Regions from separate parts of the Bos taurus genome. Here region 1 is linked to region 2. Evidence: chromatin contacts called from public Hi-C data. All regions are on one chromosome and are shown on one strand. Each heading gives the region's core, a stretch centred on a gene start, on an enhancer-like site or on the middle of the called end of the contact. The rest is flanking DNA. Distances are from core to core; before and after follow the strand shown. Region 1 has its middle 420 kb from the start of SALL1. Region 2 has its middle 270 kb from the start of SALL1.

What was found. Hi-C and Micro-C count contacts between places; a contact is called where the count stands out from the background.
Region 1: a Hi-C map of liver shows a contact between it and region 2, with 4 times the contacts expected there. The contact joins two enhancer-like sites. A contact is called at or near these places in 2 of 11 Hi-C or Micro-C datasets (liver and skeletal muscle).

What each region holds. Positions count from the first base shown.
Region 1 is chr18:19,974,120-19,977,852 of ARS-UCD2.0, reverse strand. No RefSeq gene overlaps it. Among named protein-coding and RNA genes, the nearest start is that of SALL1, 420 kb to the right of the region's middle. Within about 2 kb of position 1,957, at least 7 of the 102 cell types and tissues checked have an H3K27ac peak or open chromatin away from gene starts, as enhancers often do. A contact at or near this core is called in liver, where this site is marked.
Region 2 is chr18:19,827,150-19,831,015 of ARS-UCD2.0, reverse strand. No RefSeq gene overlaps it. Among named protein-coding and RNA genes, the nearest start is that of SALL1, 270 kb to the right of the region's middle. Within about 2 kb of position 2,450, at least 1 of the 102 cell types and tissues checked has an H3K27ac peak or open chromatin away from gene starts, as enhancers often do. A contact at or near this core is called in liver, where this site is marked.

The DNA of each region.
Region 1 (3,733 bases), core at 708-3,207, 150 kb before region 2:
GACTGCTAGCACTGTGACTTGAGACCAACCATTTAACCTTGCCGATCCTTGGTCTCCTCATCTGCAGGATGGTTCTGAAGACCACTCATGGCTTTTGTGTGATTTAATAGATGACATGTGCAAAGTGCATGCTTACTTAGCATAGTAGTTGAATGCACAGGCTCTGGAGCTAGGCTGCCAGGGTTCAAATCCCACCTCCACCTTGGACAAAAGTTCCCTGTGCCTCAGTTTCCTGAATTGCAAAGGGAGACCCATAGATGCCTTTCCATATTGGATTTTCATGAGGATTAAATGAGCCAACATACGGGAAATGCTTAGAGCCTGCCACATAATAAGCAATCCAAAGAGTGGTAGTTATTAAGATTAAAGGAGTAAAAAAGAAGTTTCCAGCTGCAAAGTTGTCACTTTCAAAATAATCTGCTCATAATAAAATTAACTTTTCTTTTGAAATGAAACACAAAAAGTTCCAATCACCCCAGTTTCCCCCCTTCTACAAGGGCAGCTCTCCTGGGCATCCAGAAAGAATGGGAGGAGGAGGTACAGAATGAAACCCTGGGGAACACAAAGGAAGAAGCTACAGGTTTCCTCCCCTGCCCCCTCCCCCCCACCCACCCCACAGCCCCGCACCGGCACTGCTTTAAAGCCAAAGTGACCAAAGTATAATCATAGCCTGGACTGGATGAAAATGGTAAGACCAGAGTGCCCTCCCAGTACAGCTAAAATTGATCTTATTTGTGGGTGGAGCGGGGAGAGATAAATTAAGAGTTTGGGGTTAACATATACACACTCCTATATATAAAGTAGGTGAACAACAAGGACCGACTTGTGTAGCACCAAGAACTTTACTCAATATTTTATAATAACCTATAAGGGAAAAGAATCTGAAAAGGGATTCATATATATGTGTAAGCTTCCTAGATGGCTCAGAGGGTAAAGAATCCCCTGGCAGTGAGGGAGATGCAGGAGACGTGGGTTTGATTCCTGGGTCAGGAAGATACCTTGGAGAAGGAAATGGCAATCCACTCCAGTATTCTCACCTGGGAAATCCTATGGACAGAGGAGCCTGGCAGGCTACAGTTCAAAGGGCCGCAAAGTGTCGAACATGACTGAGTATGTGTGTATATATATATGTATACACACACACACGTACATAAAACTGAATCAGAGTGCCATACACCTGAAGCTAGCACAACATTGTAAATCAACTATATTTTGATAAAAGAAAAAAGGAAAGAAAAAGTGTAAGGTCATATTGTCCTCCTGATACAGCTAAAATTTCTCTTCTTTGTGACTAAGAGTACCACCTGATAGAAACAGGAAAGAATAAAAAAGTGTCATAAAGAGAATCAAAAGAAAGACATCATGGCACCCTGGAAGAAAAGATGGAAGCACTTCTGTCTCTAATTTGCTACATCCTGATTCTTTTGTATTTCTTGTTCTGGAAGAGACTTTTGTATTTGTTCAATACTGTCTCCATTCTGCTTGAGCTAGTCTCAGTTGATTGCTATTCCTTGTAAGCAAAGAGTCTTGATGTACTGCAGTTTTCAACATGAATGTGCTGGGTAAGACAGAATGTCATTTCTTAAATCCCTCTATGGTGTTACAGCAGCCACACAGGTAGAATAAGGCAAAACTCAATGTGCCAGACCTATTTAGAACTTTCTCCACCCCCAATATTATGACTATAAGGATTTTTTGTCTTGCTTACTCTAGCTGACTCACTTCAAAATGTTCCATTACTTCTAGCTCTGCTATTTGCTTAAATGGAACTGGTGAGTGAGGGGTTAAGCTAGAAACAACACAAAGTCCTCTAGTTTACAAACATTTGATTTCTTGGAATTCTCCCTTCATTCCTCAAAACCGGAAACTGACATTTGCTGGAAAGAAGCCCTGGGAGGGCAGAGTCCAAGGATTCGCTCTCACCATGAGTCACACCCCAGAAGCGACTAGGGAGGGGACAACATGACACAGTGGAAAGAGCATGGCTCTGGCTGTGGGGTCGCCTGGCTTCCGGGAAGGGTTCTCCACTATCTCCCTGTTAAATATGCAGCCAATCACTTCTCCTCTCTGACTCCCTGTCTTCACCACTAAAATGAGCGGCTGGCAAGTGCCCAGTGGCTCAGTTCCCCATCAAAGCCTGCGATCTGCCTGGGATCATTGGGAGCAGTTTTAATGAATGGCATGTAGAACTAGGAGACTCACCTGATTTCTAAAGTCTCCTCCAACTTCTTGCCAGAACAGGAAGCTCAGAGAAGATGACTCTCAGGTCCAATGCCTGAGAGATTTGCAACAGGAGAGGAAATGAGACAAAATCCGACAAAATCATTTTAGGTGCAGCCTAACAGGATAATGGTAGCCTTAATTTCTGCTGAGATTCTGCCATTTCTCCTGCCTTCCTCCTAAGAGACAGACAATCACAATGGAATTTTCCAGGATTTTCAAGTATCATGATTCCCTAGATAACATGCAGTAAAAACTAGGAGAATGACTCCTACCCTTTGGGATGGAAAGTTTTGTTGATAAAATGATTTCCTAGCCTACCTTTGGGAACTTGTGCATAGACCCCAGAGTCTAAAGTTGCAGCTCTTCTAATGTTGTACTAGCTCCCTGAGCCATTGTTCAGAGAAGTGATGTCAGGTCCTTCTCATGGGTGTGACCCATGTAGCACTGTGGCCACAGCTGGCTATAGTATAGGCTCTTCCGTGATGCTGATACACGAGGCTTCGCTTCCACTTGGTCTTTTGCCAACCTCCTCCCCAACTCCAGCCCCTATTGGCTTCCCTGCTGGCTCAAACAGTAAAGAATTTTCCTGAAATGTGGGAGACCTGGGTTTGAGCCCTGGGTTGGGAAGATGCCCTGGAGAAGGAAATGGCAACCCACTCCAGTATTCTTGCCTGGAGAATCCCATGGACAGAGGAATCTGGTGGGCTACCATCCACCCTGGGGTAGCAAAGCATTGGACACGACTGAGCAACTAACACTCACCAGCCCCTGTCATCCAGTGAGGAAGGAGAAAACAAACACACAAAAAAACTGCCTGCAGAGGAGTCCACGTTCTGGATAACTAGCCGGTCCTGAGTCACGGCTGTCTCTCGCCTCCTCCTGTCCTCAGAGACGCGGCTGTTTGTGTCCTTAACCTCCACTGACTTCCCTGTGAGCATGTGACGCTCACTCAGGGCCTCTGGGCGCCAACTGGTACAGTGGTAACCCCTGACAGGTTTCTGTTTGGTGTGCTTGCTTTGTCATTAAAAGAAACAATTTTCAAGGTGTAATTGCTAATGATAGCTTTAAATTTATTTTTTATTTCAAAAAAATTTTATGGGAGTATCGTTGATTTATAACATTGTATTTGTTTCAGATGCACAGTTAAGTCAGTTACACATATATATGTATCCAGTCTTTCTTTAAATTCTGTTCCCATATAGGTCATAACAGAGTATTGAGTAGAGTTCCCTATGTTATACAGTAGGTTCTTATTAGACATTTATTTCACATATGGGGTCGCACAGAGTCGGACATGACTGAAGCGACTCAGCAGCAGCAGCAGCAGGGTGCACATATCAATTCCAATCTACCAGTTTATCCCCCCAACCCCCGGCTAACCATAAATTTGTTTTCTACATCTGTGACTCTAGTCTTATAAATAAGTTCATTTGTACCCCCCCTTTTTTAGATTCCACATAAAAGTGATATTTTCCTTCTGTGTCTGACTTTCTTCAGTCTTTAGACAAGC
Region 2 (3,866 bases), core at 1,201-3,700:
GCCCCACTTCCTGACACCTTTATATTGGAGTGGTGTAGTGTTTCATTATATGACTTTGTTGGGGGACAAACCTTCAGTCTGTCAAACCAAAGACAATGTTCCATGGACCTTTGCTGGAACCATAGAAAAGACACATTCTCTCATCCTCCTGAAAATGCTAGACTGGTATAATATAATACGGCCTGCATCTTCTTCCACTGATCACTACAATAGGAGAGCTTGACTGATGACAGAAATAAGCCAGACTTTAGTTGTGTTACAATGATAACACTTTATATGTGAAGAATATATCAGAGAAGAGTGGATTTGGGAAGAAGGAAACAATAGGAAAAGAGAAGAGAAAAGCAGAAAGGGGAGAGAAAGAGAATTCTGTTGATACCATCTTAGCATCTGAATCCTCCCTTTATTGCTATTCAGAGACATATCAAAAAAATGTCCTTTATTTTTAGCAAAAGCCAATTTAAGTTATATCTCTGGTCACTTGCACTTGAAATGATCCTGAAAGATATTTAACAATCATAATCATGCCTTACTGGTATGCATGGTCCTTTGTGGTTGACGAAGCACTCACTCATTTTTTTCCATTTAATCCTCACAATGAACCTGCAAAGGAGGTAGTTTTAGCCCATTGTTTACAGGGGAGGGGGCTTCCCCAGTGGCTCAGCTGTAAAGAATCCACCTGTAATGCACAGCCACAGAAGATGCAGGTTTGATCCTTGGGTCAGGAAGATCCCCTGGAAAACACAGCAACCCTCTCCAGCATTCTTGCCTGGAGGATCCCATGGACAGAGGAGCCTAGGGATCTACAGCCTATAGGGAATGGACTAGCTCAGAACTTGAGGTCTTCATTCTACACACTCTGAATGGTAATTGAGTTCCTAGTGTGTGCAAGGCTCTGTGCTGAGTGCTGGGGAAGTAGTGAACAAGTCCAGTGCCACCCTGTTATCAGGGGACCCAGCCTGGTTGGAAAGCAGACTGAACAAGTCACTGTTAGTATCCACCTGGGTACATGCAATAAAGAAGTAGTACAGAAAAGTCTAGGTGGTGAAGAGACACTCCCTGAGGACTTTACAGTTAAACTGAACTCAAAAAGATAAAATAGGAAAGTGGGAAGAGAATTCCTGGGAGATGGACAAGCAGATGCAAAGATCCTGAGGCAGGAAAAAAATATGGTGCCTACATTGCAGGAACTCAAAAATGTCCCTCATGGCTGGAGCAAAGAGAAAAGCAGGAGAGGGTCATGGGAATAGACTGGGAAGTAAGCAGAACAAAGGTATGTTTAGCCTATAGGCCACATTTAGAATTTTGATCTTTACCTTCATGCAAAGACACTGAGAATTTTTAAGAAGTGTGACATCGTGACCTTATCTGTATTATGATGATAACAGTTTATAATGTGAAGAATGTATTAGAGAAATAAGAGTGGATTCGGGAAGAGGTTCAATGTGCCTGGCACAGGATATGGAGTTTTAAAAATATTTCTATAAAATGAGCTCAGTCACTTGCCTGGGACTGTAGAGCCAATAAGTATCAGAGACAAACAAGGTCCACACACTGAACCCGAAGCCAGGTTCTTAATCACTGTGCAGTGAGGAACATAAGCTAAGAGACATTTTCTACAATAGAATTATCAGATTATTCTTCAATTATTAGCAACTTGATAGTTGGCTCTTTCAAACTTTTCCATTTAGCTTCCTCCCTCTCTTTTTTTTTTTTTTATGTGTGTGTGTTAATAACTGCACTACTTTTTAATGTGATTCAAGCAAAAATCCACTTGTTGTTTGTGTGGCAAAGTTCAAAAACTCCATATTGTGTCATCACTTTTCAAAAATGTATGACCAAGAACATTTTGCAAATTCCAGGAACCTTTGAACCCCAGTTTGTTGAATATTGTAGTTTATGTTTTCTCTAATGTGTTCCGAACCATTTGTACCTTGGATTATTAATCTATAACCAAACACAGCTCTGGCAACCTTCCCCCTGCCCCCCACACAGCCATGATGCCGGGAACATGATCAAATCCGTTATCTTGTCTTTGAATTCTGTCAATATATTTATTCACATCTTTATTCTGGCTTTTTTCTCCCTTGGTATTTCGTGGAAAAGCTTTCCAGATAAGATGAACTGCTTTGTCATTCATCAGCTGTAATGAAGTCTTACTCAAGAGCAGAGTTCAAAAATATTTTTTTTTTCCACACTCAGATGTAAAAGAGTAAAAAAAAATGTAGGTCACAGGTGTCAGCCTTTATTTTTGTAAATGTAATAGGAGACCCCTTTGGTGGATTAACAGTGTAAATTATTAGATATTCATGGAGACTGGAATATCGGTGAGCTACTGACTTTCAACTTGAGGAATCTGGAAGGTTCTAGTCCCTAGAACACAAAGTCTCAGTGTTACAGAGCTGACACCATGGAATGTAGATGCTCTTGTGCCAGGCTCTAAGGAAACACTGTGTTCTCCCTCCATATTCTGTCCCTCCATTTCATCATCTGTCCAACTTGAACCACAATGGTCCAGACATCATGAAAGCTCAAGCTGCGATTAGTCAGTGCATATTTATGGAGTAGCTACAGTGCATCAGGTGCTTTTATTGGCAGTGGGATACTAAGTCTACACCATCGTGGAGCTGAACATTCTCAGAGATGGAAACAATAGGCAAACAGATCAATAAGGTGATTTCTGATGGTGAAAACCTCGAGTAAAAATGAAGCAAAATCATGAGAAGAGAAGTGAACAGGGACTTCAGCTCATTTCTAGATGCGTCTTCAGATAGGTTTGCTATGTGAAAAGTTGGCATTTAAACTCAGCCATTGATGGGAAGAAAGGTCTAACCCTGAAAAGATCTGGGGGAGGGAAGACCGTGTAGAAGAAATGGACAAGTGCCATCAGGGAAATGAAAAAGGCAGCCTTGAAGCAGAGAGAGAGAGAGTGGGTAAGAGGGAGATGGAAGGAGGTGATGGTGGGGAGGTAGGCAGGGCCAAAATCCTGTGGGACCTTGAAGGCCACGTAAGGGCTTTGGACTTTGGTCCAATGCAACGAGAAATCACTAGTGAGACTTAACCAAGGGATACAATGATTAATGACAATGGAGAGACTGTCTTCCAGTTCTCTTTGTTAGTGGAAATTTTCAACTTGTAACTCATATGGCATAGGTACCCAAAAGTAAGTGGGTCATGATCCAATATTTCTTCCAAAGTATTAGAAGTGTGTGAGTAGGGTGTGCAAGAGTGGTGTGTACAGAGACCCTGACAGAAACCTGCCTCCAAGACTGTGCCTCGGAGGCTCCTCAGCTCTAGTAACCAGAGCATGTTCAGCCTCTGCCAATAAAAGCTCTCAATTGCAGTGATTTACCTAAGATAGAAGTTAAGCTCTCTGGATGGTCCAGAACAAATATGGCACCCGAGTGGTGTCAGACACACCAACTTTCTATCTTTCCCTATTGCCCTGCCAATCCCAACATGCAGCTGCCTTCTCAGTGTCAGCTGCCATCTTGGTTTCTGCGACCACTGCCACATTCCAGCCAGAGAAAAGAGACAGACGGAAAGGAGAGATCACACTCTTTCCTTTTGGTCACTACTCTGGATCAAGAAGATCCCCTGGAGAAGGAAATGGTAACCCACTCCAGTATTCTGGCCTGGAAAATCCCATGGACAGTGGAGCCTGGCCGGGCTACAGTCTATGGAGTCACAAAGAGTAAGACACAACTGAGAGACTGTGCACACCAGGAAGCCCCATACTTCATTTACACTCATTTTCCATTGACCAGGACCTACTGGTATAGCCAAATCTAGTTTCAAGGAACGGAGAAGGCAATGGCAACCCACTCCAGTACTCTTGCCTGGAAAATTCCATGGACGGGGGAGCC